Linked DNA regions of Pan troglodytes: region 2 is linked to region 1. A link is a contact called in public HiChIP or PLAC-seq data. All regions are on one chromosome and are shown on one strand. The core of a region is the stretch at or near the end of the contact, and the rest is flanking DNA. Distances in the headings are between cores, read along the strand shown. Region 1 holds the start of VIRMA (vir like m6A methyltransferase associated). Region 2 holds the start of DPY19L4 (dpy-19 like 4).

The links. HiChIP or PLAC-seq counts read pairs in DNA pulled down with a chosen protein or histone mark.
Region 2: a contact with region 1 is called in an H3K4me3 HiChIP or PLAC-seq map of stem cell-derived excitatory neurons, with 8 times the contacts expected there. The contact joins the promoter of DPY19L4 here to the promoter of VIRMA in region 1. A contact is called at or near these places in 1 of 7 Hi-C or Micro-C datasets (stem cell-derived neural progenitor cells) and 1 of 1 datasets of contacts at active chromatin or transcription factors (stem cell-derived excitatory neurons).

The regions. Positions count from the first base shown.
Region 1 is chr7:104,764,412-104,771,330 of NHGRI_mPanTro3-v2.0_pri, forward strand. VIRMA (vir like m6A methyltransferase associated) reads right to left here and starts at 4,027. Exons shown (of 24, transcript XM_519860.8): 1 at 3,725-4,027. The coding sequence starts at 3,787.
Region 2 is chr7:104,930,144-104,937,062 of NHGRI_mPanTro3-v2.0_pri, forward strand. It overlaps DPY19L4 (dpy-19 like 4), which reads left to right and starts at 2,689. Exons shown (of 19, transcript XM_016959688.4): 1 at 2,689-2,845. The coding sequence starts at 2,830.

The DNA.
Region 1 (6,919 bases), core at 2,777-5,276:
ATAGCACTGCCTTAGAGCCAGAAAAATGTATGATGGTGGATCTTAATCTAGCTATGCTATTTTAGGAAAGTCACCTCATCTCTCAGGCTCAGTTTCCTTATCTATAAAATGTAGATGACTACCTTTGAAAACTCAGCATGGGCCCTGCAGTGGCTCACGCCTGTAATCTTCGCACTTTGGGAGGCTGAGGTGGGAGAATCGCTTGAGCTCAGGAATTCAAGACCAGCCTGGGAAACATGGCAAAACACCGTCTCTACAAAAAAATATGAAAATTAGCCAGGCGTGTTGGTGCACAACTGTAGTCCCAGCTACTCGGGAGGCTGAGATGGAAGGATCGATTGAGCCCTGGTGGGAGAAACTGCAGTGAGCTGTGATCGCACCACTGCACTCCAGCTTGGGTGACAGAGCAAGACCTAGTCTTAAAAAAAAAAAAAAAAACTGATGGAAGGACCAGAGATGATTTACTTAAGTTATCAAAGCCCACTGTGCCTGGCACAAATTAAGCATTCAATAAATGTTAAACAATGCTTACTGCCCCTTGGCTAACTCAGGTTTTCATAACATCTCACTTTTTCTCTCTGATTTTGTCACCTCACCTCTATTTTCTCTGAACCATTTTTTTTTTTTTTTTTTTTGAGACGGAGTCTCGCTCTGTCGCCCAGGCTGGAGTGCAGTGGCACAATCTCGGCTCACTGCAAGCTCTGCCTCCCGGGTTCACGCCATTCTCCGGCCTCAGCCTCCTGAGTAGCTGGGACTACAGGCACCCGCCACCACGCTCGGCTATTTGTTTGTATTTTTAGTAGAGACAGGGTTTCACCATGTTAGCCAGGATGGTCTCGATCTCCTGACCTCGTGATCCGCTCGCCTCGGCCTCCCAAAGTGCTGGGATTACAGGCATGAGCCACCGCGCCTGGCCTTCTCTGAACCATTTTAAGTATTACTGACCAAGTAATCTATCTAATGTATCTTACTAATTGTATGATTCGCCTGCTCAAAAACTACCCATTTCCTACAAAATAAAGTCCATAATTTTTATTTATTTATGTATTTATTTATTTTAAAAGACAGAGTCTTGCTCTGTCGCACAGGCTGGAGTGCTGTGGTGTGATCTTGGCTCACAGCAACCTCCTCCTCCCGGGTTCTAGCAATTCTCCTGCCTCAGCCTTCCGAGTAGCTGGGACTATAGACGCACACCGCCACGCCCAGCTAATTTTTTGTATTTTAGTAGAGACGGGGTTTCACTGTCTTACCCAGGCTGGTGTCGAACTCCTGACGTCAGGCAATCAACCCACCTCAGCCTCACCAAAGTGCTGGGATTACAGGCGTGAGCCACCGCGCCTGGCCTAAAGTCTGTAATTCTTTGTTGAGCATTCAAGGAGCTCCATGATCTGTCTTTGAATTGCCTTGGGTGCCACTTCACACTGCTACTTCAAGCATACCCTAACAGACGACTGACTACCCCAGTAGAATGCCTTCCTTTCCTAACTACAACTGTGAAATATTGCCCCTTTCACCAAAGACCAAGTTCATAAGCCAAACACCTTGATGAAGTCTTTCCTGATACACTCAAATGAAAAGTTATCTCTGCCTCTTCTGAAATCATGTATCTTTTATTTATACCCACAAAGGGAGCTAGTTCCAATACGTCACATACTGATGGGCATTTTGTAAACTAAGATGATAAACCCCAACGAATTCACACTGTGCTTCTTTATGTGATCATCACATTCTAACTCAAATCACAATTTTGTGGATCTAATCTCCAATACTGAGTTATAACTTCTTGAAAACAAACATTTCAGTATTTCGTATCACCCACAAACCCCTATTTCCTCCTTCAAGACTTGATTTAAATGTGATCTCTGCTAAGCCTTCCCCAGTCACCCCAGAAGAAAGCATTTACCATCTGCCCTGTGCTCTCAAGGTACTCAATGTTTACCTAAGAATGAATAAAAGAATAGAAATACATGATAAACTAATGAAGGCCAATTTTCCTAAACTAGAATAGTACTAAACTAATTCATCACATGCCTCTTTCTCTTTTTCCTTTTTCTCTTTCTCTTTCTCTCTTTCTTCCTTTCGAGACAGGGTATCACTCTGTTGCTCAGGCTGGAGCACAGTGGTGTGATCTTAGCTCACTGCAGCCTTGACCTCCCAGGCTCAAATGATCCTTCCACTTCAGCCTCCCGAGTAGCTGGGGCAACAAGATCAAACCACCACAACTAGTTAATTTTCTTTTGTAGAGACAGGGGTTGCACTATGTTGCCTAGGCTGGTCTCAAACTCCTGGACTCAAGCAATCCTTCTGCTTCCGCCTCCCAAAACGCTGAGATTACAGGCATGAGCCACTGCGCCAGGCTCTTTCAGTTTTAACTGTTCTCTATTTCTATACACATGATAAGTTTGTTCTGATCCAACTACTGCCTCCATTGAGGGTTTTCTAAATCTCGGCTGGAATGTCAGATATAGTCATTGAACAAACAGTGCTAACTGACCCACATTAAATGTGAGACCATAAATTAATTGTCAGTAAGAAATGCTAACTCAAAGTTCTCCAACTTTTGACTTTTACAAACCTATAAACCATTCGTTAAATTAGATCACAGCTGTCAACTTTTTATTTTGCCAAGTAAAGCATTATGATGCAATCACTACCCACTATCATTACCATCTCATAAAAGAAAGAACATTTTAAACATTTTCCATTCAAATATTTATTGAGCACCTACATTTTGCTAATACTGTCCTAGGCACTGGAGATACAGCTGAGAAAAAGAGAAATTATATCTGTCCTCAAAAAGCTTGATACAAGAGCACACTTGATAAAAATAAAAGGAAAAAAATAATCTCCAAAGAAAGAACAGTTCTCTAAGCTTACATTAAGACAGAAAAATGTGAAGTTCGTTTTTTTTTTTTTTTAACAATTTCTCCGTAGACTTCATTCACGTTCATTTTTGGTCTGCTTTCAGGAATCTTTAGTTAACCAGTTATGTTTAATCTACATATTGCAGGGCCAATTGTACATTAAGGGGCGCTCAAGTAGTTTTGTACAGAAATATTACTCCACAACATTCCACCTCCAACCTCAAAAGAGATGTCTGCTGATGAGTTTAACTATAATTCTCTCAACTCTCCCCTCTTCGCAAGTATTCTCCGTGAATGCATCTCATTCCTAATGTGTGAAATCTCTCCGAGAGACAAGTATTAAAGTTTCAGGCCAAATCGGAGAGCACCGTAATCCTAAACCAAGTAAGTGTCACAACTGGGGAACATAACTCCCGACAGAAAAGAGGCCAAAGAGAAAGGATTTAGAAACATCGTGATTCGGAAACCACGAAGCCAACGAGAACTGCTCAGACTCTGGCACTACTGTCAAACACTACTGTCAAACCAAGACCCCTCCCAAACGCCATCTGAGGTAAACCTGAGAACCCTGATCCTTCTCAAGGCCCAAACCTGACAGGAAAAATAAAAAATAAAGCCATGCAAGCAGAAAAGCCAACTCGACCAAAGACACGGAGGGCCCAAGTTAAAGCAAGGAAATGAAGGGGCTGCTGCAGCCCTCCCTCAGACGCGATGCTCACACAGCTCGGGGGAGGGTGTCTGTGTGTAAGCGAGAAATTAAAGAAGCAATCTGCAGAAGGAAAAGTCGAGAACGCCTAACGGTTTTTTTGTAAAGATCCCAAGTCAAGAAGCAGCGTCAGAATCAAGTCGCCAAGCCTTACCTCAGCGCTCGGGTGTTTAAAAGTATCTAAAAATAACAGCTCCATCGCCGAGTCCACCGCCATGTTTGCCGCGGGCGGGGAACAGGGGGGAGGACTTCCGGGGCAGCGCTCCAGCCTCCGCGACAGCGACTCAGGAGAGGGAGAAACAGCGGGACTTCCGGTGACCAGAGCACTAGCGCCGCAAACCTCGGCCTATCCCAACGCATCTTGTTGCCCGGAGTTGCCGGCCCCGCCTTTTCCAGCGCGGCGGAGGGCGCCCCCTAGAACGCAGAGGGGGGCAGAGGGAAGTGAGATGGGGACTACGGGGTCGCCAGTGGTTCAAACCCTGTCGTTCCTCCGCGTTACAGAGCTACAGCGGTCTCCGGGTGGCGAAGTGCGGAGACGGGGTTTTGGAGACGGTGGATGGAGGAGGGGGAGGGAAAGCTGCCAACTTTGGATACCAACCCCGTACACCCATCGAAGGGGATGTCCCACTTTTTCCAGCGCTGGGAGCAAAAAGATAACAGTGAGCGAGGTTGAAAAGTAAGACATTGATTTAAATAGAAGAAAAACTGTTGTTTCAACAAACGAAGAGATTCTTTGTTTTCTTATCTGTAAAATGTGAAAAATCGTACCTAACCCACAGGCTGATTGTGAGGAGTAATTGAAATAAAATTCGAGGAATTGTATAACGTGAAGTACCATGAACAATAAAACAGAAGGCAGAATGAAAAGTAAGCCTCTCTGTCGGGTGTTGATGAGCTTTGGAGCAACGAGATAAACACAGCGGGTTTGGTAGTCTAAATGGCACAAACCCTTAGCAGAGCAACTAGGAAATAGCTTGTAAAATTACACGTGCCTACCACTCTTCTAGGAAAATTCTCGCCCAAGTATCTACAAATACAAGAATATTCATAGCAAACTTTATAAGTTGCAAAAGAGCAGGAAACATAAGTGCCATTGACAGAAGTAATAAGTAAACAGTGGCGTATTTATATAATAGTATATAGCAGGTACGAAGAATGAACCAGTGCTATATTTACTAGCATGAAAAACCCAAAAAACAGGGTTGGTGGGCGCTTTGGCTCACGCCTGTAATCCAGCACTTAGGGAGGATGAAGCGGGAGGATCGCTTGAGCCCAGGAGTTGGAGAACTGCCTGGGCAATATAGCGAGACCCCGTTATTCACAAAAAGAAAAAAAAAAGACACAAACCAAAACAAAACAAGTTTAACTCCCCTCATCGCAAGCCGGGTGCGGTGGCGTGTTCCTGTGGTCCCAACTTCTCGGGAAGCTGAGACAGGAGAATCTCTTAAGCCCAGGAGTTGGAGGCCAGTGGGGACACCCATCTCTTAGAAAAGGAAATAAAAAATATATAATGTAAAATAACATCTATATATTTAAAAACGTGCAAAAGAATATAAAATTTTAGGAGTATACATATGTCATGAAATTATAAAGTCATGTATTGGAGTAACTAAAATTTCAAGATAGTGGTAAACTGGAGGGAGATGTAATGGAGAAGAACAGAAAGGCTTCACATGCCTTGGTAATGTTTTGTTATTTAGGTTAATGTTAATTTCACAAGCATGCCTTATATTATTGTTTGTACCTTCTGGTATGTCTGAAATATTTAATAATAAATGAATTTCTAGAGTAAATCTCCTATCCACATCCTTCCTCAGCCATCCAGTTTCCTCTATTAGCTAGCTATAGTTTATCTTTTATTATTTGTTCTTGCATTGATATTTATTGCTTTTAATATTTTTCTGTTTTCTGATTCTTGCCTTTTTTTTTTTTTTTTAGAAACAGGGTCTTGCTTTGTTGCCCAGCCTGGTCTCAAACTCTTGGCTTCAAGCAATCCTCCTGCCTCAGCCTCCCAAAGTGCTGTGATTATAGGCGTGAGCCACCGTGCCCCCTTCTTCTGTGTTTAGGCTTATATGCTGTTCTCTAATTTCTACCACTGATGTTTATTTTTATTCATATTTCTTATTTATTACTATATGTATTTATATAAATTTTCCCCTAAGCTCTCCCTTAACCAATGTACTATATAGTGCTTTTATAGTTGTCATTTTTACAGTCTGATTTTCTTAGCATTGATATCCTTTTTTTTTTTACATTTTTATTTTTATTTCAACAGTTTTGAGGGAACAGGTGATGTTTGGTTGCATGGAAAAGTTCTTTAGTGGTGATCTCTGAGGTTTTGGTGCACCCATCACCTGAGCAGTGTATACTGTATCCAATGTGTATGTAGTCTTTTATCCCTCACTCCCTCGCCCACCCTTCCCCGCCGCCAGTCCCCAAAGTCCATTATATAATTCTTATGAGTTTGCATCCTCATAGCTTAGCTCCTGCTTAATAGTGAGAACATGCCATGTTTTGTTTTCCATTCCTGAGTTGCTTCACTTAGAATGATGGTCTCCAGCTCCATCCAGGTTGCTGCGAATGCCATTATTTTGTTCCTTTTTGTGGTTGAGTTAGTAGTATTCCCATATATATTCCCATATATATATATATGTATATATATATATGTAGTATTCCCATATGTATATATATATATACACCACATTTTCTTTATCCACTCGTTGGTCAATGGGCATTTAGGCTGGTTCTGTATTTTGGCAACTGTGAGCTGTGCTGCTATAAACGTGTGTGCAAGTGTCTTTTTCATATAATGACTTCTTTTCCTTTGAGTAGATACCCAGTAGTGGGATTATTGGATCAAATGGTAGTTCTACTATTAGTTCTTTACGGAATCTACATACTGTTTTCCATAGTGGTTGTACTGGTTTACATTCCCACCAGCAGTGTAAAAGTGTTCCCCTTTCACCACATCCATGCCAACATCTGTTTTTTTTTATTTTTTAATTATGGCCATTCTTGCAGGAGTAAGGTGGTATCTCATTGTGGTTTTGATTGGCATTTCCCTGATAATTAATGATGTTGAACATTTTTTCATTTCTTTATTGGCAATTTATATATATATATATAGGTTGTTGTTGTTTTGTTTTGTTTTTTGAGACGGAGTCTTGCTCTGTTGCGCAGGCTGGAGTGCAATGACTCGATCTTGGCTGACTGCACCCTCTGCCTCCCTGGTTGAAGCAATTTTCCTGCCTCAGCCTCCTGAGTAGCTGGGACTACAGGCGTGCACCACCACCCCCAGCTAATTTTTGTATTTTTAGTAGAGATGGGGTTTCACCATGTTAGCCAGGCT
Region 2 (6,919 bases), core at 1,439-3,938, 160 kb after region 1:
ACTACATTTGCTAAAGACTTAACTTTTTAAAACAAAGAACATTTCACATTATGTCCTTAAAATATCCATTGCATAGAGAAGAGGTCCTCAAACTTCTAGAGAAGGCAGAAAATCACACGGCTCTTTGAATAGCTCATAAGTAAAAGACAATTTGGGAAAATTTGGGTTCTTTAGGACTGGTCAGGGTGAGGCAAAATGTAATGAAATGCTCCTTCACATCTTGCATAAGAAACTAGCAGCCCATGGTTTTGCAGTGATAAAACAATCAGAGTATCGTCTGAAATCATCTTAAGACCATATGTCCACTAGCCATCTGGAAACAGCTGGCCTTAGGAATTAGGAAATGGCCTACTGAAAACTCAGCTGTAATGCCTGCTGCAAGGCAACATCTTGAGTAGTTCAGGTTCCATTCTTCTTGAATGAAATATAGATTTTTAATAAAAACAGCCTATTTTTCTCACAGTAAGATTACACTGGTTTGAGAATAAGATGCTTCACTCTCATTATCCTTATGTGTTTTTTGTTTGTTTGTTTTGTGTGATGGAGTTTCGCTCTTGTTGCCCAGGCTGGAATGCAATGGCATGATCTCGGCTCACCGCAACCTCCACCTCCCAGGTTCAAGCGATTCTCCTGCCTCAGCCTCCCGAGTAGCTGGGATTACAGGCATGCGCCACCACGCCCAGCTAATTTTGTATTTTTAGCAGAGATGGGGTTTCTCCATGTTGGTCAGGCTGGTCTCGAACTCCTGACCTCAGGTGATCCACCTGCCTCAACCTCCCAAAGTGTTGGGATTACAGGCATGAGCCATGGTGCCCGGCCCTAATGTGGGTTTTTAGGGTTCAAGAGAAGAATGTTTCTACTAGGGCATAATTATCTCTATCTTATATTTCCATTTGTTATTTTAAGAAGCTATTTTTTTTTCTATCATTTTTCTTTCCCCTGTTATTGTAGAGGTCAGGCAAACTTAAAATTTAGTCCATTAGTCAACTTGAGGTGACCGTGAAGAAACTGTAGGATATTAAGACTCTAGACTTAGAAAACAGCAGACCTCAATAGCTACTATATGTTTTCCAAGAGGTGCAGCTCTTTCAGTCAGCTGATCTGATAAGCAGCATACTCAGGTACTGTTGCTCATGTCCAGGGACCCTACCATATCCTGTGGTTTTCAGGGTCCTTATATTCTGTGCTCTCTTGGCTCTGGCACCAGGCCTTTTCTGGTCCACTGTTTCTAACTCCTGGTAAAGTGTTGTTTTAAGGCAAAAAACATCTTTACAGGGAACCAGACATAAAAAGAGTTCCTGGAGGCCCCGCGTGGTAGCTCATGCCTGTAATCCCAGCACTTTGTGGGGCTGAGGCCGGTGGATCACTTGAGGTCAGGATTTCAAGACCAGCCTGGGCAACATGGTGAAACCACACCCCTCCACTTCTCTACTAAAAGTACAAAAAATTATCCGGGCGTGGTGGTGGGCACCTGTAAACCCAGCACTTTGGGGGGCCAAGGTGGGCGGATCACTTGAGGCCAGGAGTTGGAGACTAGCCTGGCCAACCAACATGGTGAAATCCCATCTCTACTAAAAATATGAAAATTAAGTGGTGGCTTGCGCCTGTAGTCCCAGCTACTGGGAAGGCCGAGGCACGAAAATCGCTTTAACCCAGGAGGCGGAGGTTGCAGTGAACCTAGATCGAGTCATTGCATTCCAGCCTGGGCGACAGAGCGAGACTCTGTCTCAAAAAAAAAAAAAAAAAGTTCCTGGAACCGTTTCTGCACATCACTGAAAAATGATAGCTTCTCCCCAAATATCCTAACTTAAAGGTGCTATTAGGAGAATCTTGCTGCCTGCTAATAATGGGGTGTCCATAATTACCCCATGACTTCAGTGAATTCTCGTGCCTGTTTCTCCCGATCTAAAATGGGTATATTTCATTCACTAAATTTACTTCTGAGTACTGTTGGGGAAAAGATCCCGGTGTTTGTTGAAGAATGCTAGATATGATGAAAGTTAAACACAGTTTAACAAATTAAAATTATTCCCTATTGCTGTGTAATATCTAATTGCACACTGCTCTACCCCAGACCATTGTATTATCTCCCCCCGCCCCCCCCCCCCCAGAATATCATGAAATACAACATATTTGCTAAACCAGTTTTGGTGATTTAAAACAAGTTCCAAGCACAAGCTTCTTTCTTGTAATGGTCAAGTGGCCTACGAAACCAAAGCGCCAACTGAGAACGTTTTGCTGCTGCACTCTGAAATCCCAGCGAGAACGCAGGCAGCGATGGCAGTTCTGGAGCACCGGGTTCCACTTCTGCCTCTGACCGGCTTTGTGACTTCCACCACATTAGATCTGAGTTTCCTCCCTGTAAAATGGGTCGGGAATGGAGGCTGGACCTGGGAGGTATCGCTGATGATCGTCTCTGACTCGCTAAGTCGCGGAGTCACAAAAGTGGCGGAAAGCATGCCCTCACTTTTTGGGACGAGTAGGACGAGGGGCGGGGCTGCAGCGAGACCCACCAGTCTCGCTTTCCAGGGGAGGCGGCGGCCAGGAGCTACTGCTGTGGGCGGCACCCCCGGCGTGGAGTCTCCTTCCTGCCCGCGCAGGCCCCGGCGCCCCAGCGAAACGCTCCGGCCGCTCCCCTCTCCCAACACTCTGGTTCCCGGGCCGCCTGCGGGGACGCGGTTGGCAGCGACACCGGAGGGGGGTGGGTCAGGAAGTGGGGGCGCGGCGGCCAGGAGCGGGCCCCCGGTGGCCGAGGGGTTCGGCGACGCGGAGGGAGGGAGAGTCCGGGCCGCGCGGGAGCCGCAGGGCGCCCTAGCCTCCGCAGAAACGATGGCGGAGGAAGAAGGTGACTGCAGCGGGGTCCAGCGCGCCAACGGCTGCCAGTGGTCTCGGGAAGGAGGGGCGGGGGCGCTGGAGGTCTGGGTTGGAGCTGCTGGTGGCCGCGGTCGCGGTGGCGGCCGCGCGGGGAGGGCGGGAAGGAGCGCGGCGCCCAGGAGAGGGCTGCGGAGAAATTCAGGAGAGCGGAGCAAATGGCCCGAAGTTTTGTCGGCCGAATTGGGAAGCAAAGGTGGAGCTGAAAGTTGGGAATCCGTAGCAAGAGAGAAAGCTGTGCCGGGAGTGGTTGGGAGGGAGGGAGGGTCCTGAGCAGATTCTTGGTGAAGTGGGAGGCGCAGTTGGGTTTCGAAAATGCAGGTTTAGGTACTGAGTGCATATTTGGAATGCGATTTTTAAAGGGCTGTGGATATTGACAAACCCAGAGGCACAGGGGGCGAGGGAACATTCACCACGGGAATAAAGAGGCAGGGATTTGGGATAAACATGGCAAGATTAATTAGGAATGGGCGAACACGCAGAAACTGAAGAAAGCCAAGTTCACTTAGGTTCAGGGGAAAATGGTAAAGAGCAGAGCCATCTAAGTATTATAGTTTTGGGAGATGATGAGGCCAGGAGGCCTTTGAGGGTCAAAGTGGGTGAGCTGGAGAAAGGTTTCCATGCCGCCTTCAGGATCAATGCTAAGATAAGTAATTCATTCAGCAGTATTTTATTTATAGAAAATGATAAGTATGAGACAAAAATGGGAAGTTAGATGAAACTTATCGGTTAGTGATAAACAATACAAGGAATACTCATGGCATAGTAACTTCATGATAACCCCTACTAGTTTCAGGAAGTGAGAAGCAATTAGATTTTTGCCTTCTGGTGGAAAACACAACTTTTTACCTTATGAGTGGAGCTGTGGATGTGATAGTAAATTGATCTAATTTAGACTCAAGCCCCCCCCGCCTTTTTTTTTTTTTTGAAACGGAGTTTCGTTCTTGTTGCCCAGTCTGGAGTGCAAAGGCGCGATCTCGGTTCACCGCAACCTCCGCTTCCTGGATTCAAGCGATTCTCCTGCCTCAGCCTCCCTAGTAGCTGGGATTACAGGCATGCGCCATCACACCCGGTTAATTTTATATTTTGAGTAGAGACGGGGTTTCTCCATGTTGGTCTGGCTGGTCTTGAACTTCTGACCTCAGGTGATCCGCCCACCTCGGCCTCCCAGAGTGCTGGGATTACAGGCGTGAGCCACGGGTCCAGCCGACTCAAGCCTTTCTGAATCAAGAGTGCAAGGAAGGAGTTTAAAGGATTCAGCGGAAAGCAGTTTTTAAAAATTAAGCGTAAGAAGTGTTTACTGATGTGTGACTTGCTGACCTGTCCCTGTGCAGGCTTGGTTCATATTTGTTTCCATTGAGTTTTCAGAGTGTTAAAGCTGGTCTGAATTTAAGACATTCTAACTAAAAACAGCTTCAAAAACAAAGCTATTTGTCGTTGGTGAGAAAGAATGTAATTCCATTTGTTTACTTGGTTCTGTCTGTGGTTACAGTATATCATCATTTGAAATATTTCTTGATGTATTTTTCTTTTCTAATTGCATATTTATGGGGGTAGGTTGATATACTAACTTGTAGGTTCCTATGAGTACATTCATGCTTAACTTAAAGCATTAAAAAAGTTAAGACTGCATTAAAAAATCAATACTACAATACTGAAAGTCTTTAATACATCATGCAAAATGAAAAATTATTTTAGACTATGGTTGTACTTAAATAGATCTGTGGAGCCAATATTAAAAGATTGTACCGTTTTGTAAATTTTACTTACGTGATATAAAATGATAAATGGGCGGGGCATGATGGCTCATGCCTGTAGTCCCAGCACTTTGGGAGGCCAAGGCGAGTGGATCACTTGAAGTCAGAAGTTCGAGACCAGCCTGGCTCACACAGTGAAACCCCATCTCTACTAAAAATACAAAAATTAGCCGGGTGGAGTGGCAAGTGTCTGTAGTCCCAGCTACTCAGGAGGCTGAGGTAGGAGAATCACTTGAACCCGGGAGGCGGAGGTTGCAGTGAGCCAAGATTGCACCATTGCATCCAGCCTGGGTGACAGAGCGAGACTCCATCTTAAAAAAAATAAAATTAAGGCCGGGCACGGTGGCTCACGCCTGTAATCCTAACACTTTGGGAGGCCAAGGTGGGCGGATCACGAGGTCAGGAGTTCGAGACCAGCCTGGCCAATATGGTGAAACCCTGTCTCTACTAAAAAATACAAAAGTTAGCCGGGCGTGGTGGCGCATGCCAATAGTCCCAGCTACCCGGGAGGCTGAGGCAAGAGAATCGATGGAACCCGGGAGGCCGAGGTTGCAGTGAGACGAGATCGCCCCACTGCACTCCAGCCTGGGTGACAGAGTGAGACTCCCTCTCAAAAATAAAATAAATAAAATGATAAATGATTTTTGGTTGTAGAATTACATATAATTCAAAAGCAGTTAAATACATCTTATATGGGACAATTAATGGGTTGTAATTTATTAAAATATTGCTTTATTCAACACATTTTTAATTCCGTAAATATTTGTATTCATACCCTATTAGTTGCAAGGATATAATAGTCAACAATGAATGAGTAAATTTTCATTTATTATAATGCTAGTAATAATAATACATATAGCAAACCTGTCTGTCTATGTGCCAGGCATTCTGAGTGTTTTATGTTTATTTGTCACTCTATACTTTTTTTCCCCCAGAATCCGTATTATCTTTTGTTCGCTGTGTTAAAATTAGACTAAATAGTCTGTGTATTTTACTTGTATCCAGGTGTTCTCCGCGTCCCATCTTGCTTACCATTCACATTCACTTGGATCCTCTTCATTGTCCAAGTAAATATTCTGGGAATCTGGTCTTTAAAAAAATGTCTTCCTTGATGCAATAGAGGGCCAGGGTGTTTATATTTATGCTTTCTGAAAGCAATGTTAGAACAAAGAAAGAAGTGACAACCTTGAGTAGAGCAGTATTAACATTTCACTTGGAAACTGCTATGTCTAGCCTGGATGGACATTTGAAAGTCTGTTTGTAGCCCTACTGTTTCATATGAAGATGACTGGACTGAAGTCTGAAATAGCAGGTTACTTTTGTGGATGTGTAATCATCTTCATTTAGTTTGACTTTTTCTTTACAATGCTAAAAATATCAGATAGTGAAAAGGAGTGGCCGGGCGTGGTGGCTCACGCCTGTAATCCCAGCACTTTGGGAGGCCGAGGCGGGCGAATCACGAGGTCAGGAGTTTGAGGCCAGCCTGGCCAACATGATGAAACCCCTGTCTCTACTAAAAATACAAAAAATTAGCTGGGCGTAGTGGCGGATGCCTGTAATCCCAGCTACTCGGAAGGCTGAGGTAGGAGAATTGCTTGAACCCGGGAGGCGGAGGTTGTAGTGAGCCGGGATGGCACCACTGCACTGCAGCCTGGGCAAAAAGAGTGAAACTCCGTCTCAAAAAAAAAAAAAAAAGATAGTGAAAAGGAAACCTGAATTACATCGCAGAGCTTTCCTGTCAGAACTGATAATCTCATTTGTCCATTGCTTTGGCCTTTGCTTTTTTTCCACCTAGAGATGTGTGACTTTGTTTTTCCATTATGAAATTATATGAAAAGTTAGCTTTAGGGATAAGGTTGAAGAGATGAGCTAAAATGAATACTGTATTTATCGAGTCGTACTTTTGGCTCTTACAGTTTAATGCCACTAAAATTGATATGTCTTAAAATCAGTGCACGCATTCAGTATGACACTGTGGTTTTTTTTCCCCTTGAAAAACCTATTAAGTAGTATCTTCAAACGTATGGCATCTTAGAATCAGGAAAATATAATATTATAGATCTTTTATAGATTACATATTTGTATGGTCCTTGATCATTGCTAATATAAGTTCTTGAGAGATGATTGTTGAGATTTGTATACTTCATAAATTACTTGAAAATCTATGTAAAATTTTTGTGTAAGTTGTACTTTTATAAACAAAAATCATTTATGGACACAAAGAGAACATGTTTAATTAAAGTCCTGTAAAGCGATTTATTTGATAAAGAACATTTTTAAAAAGGAAAATG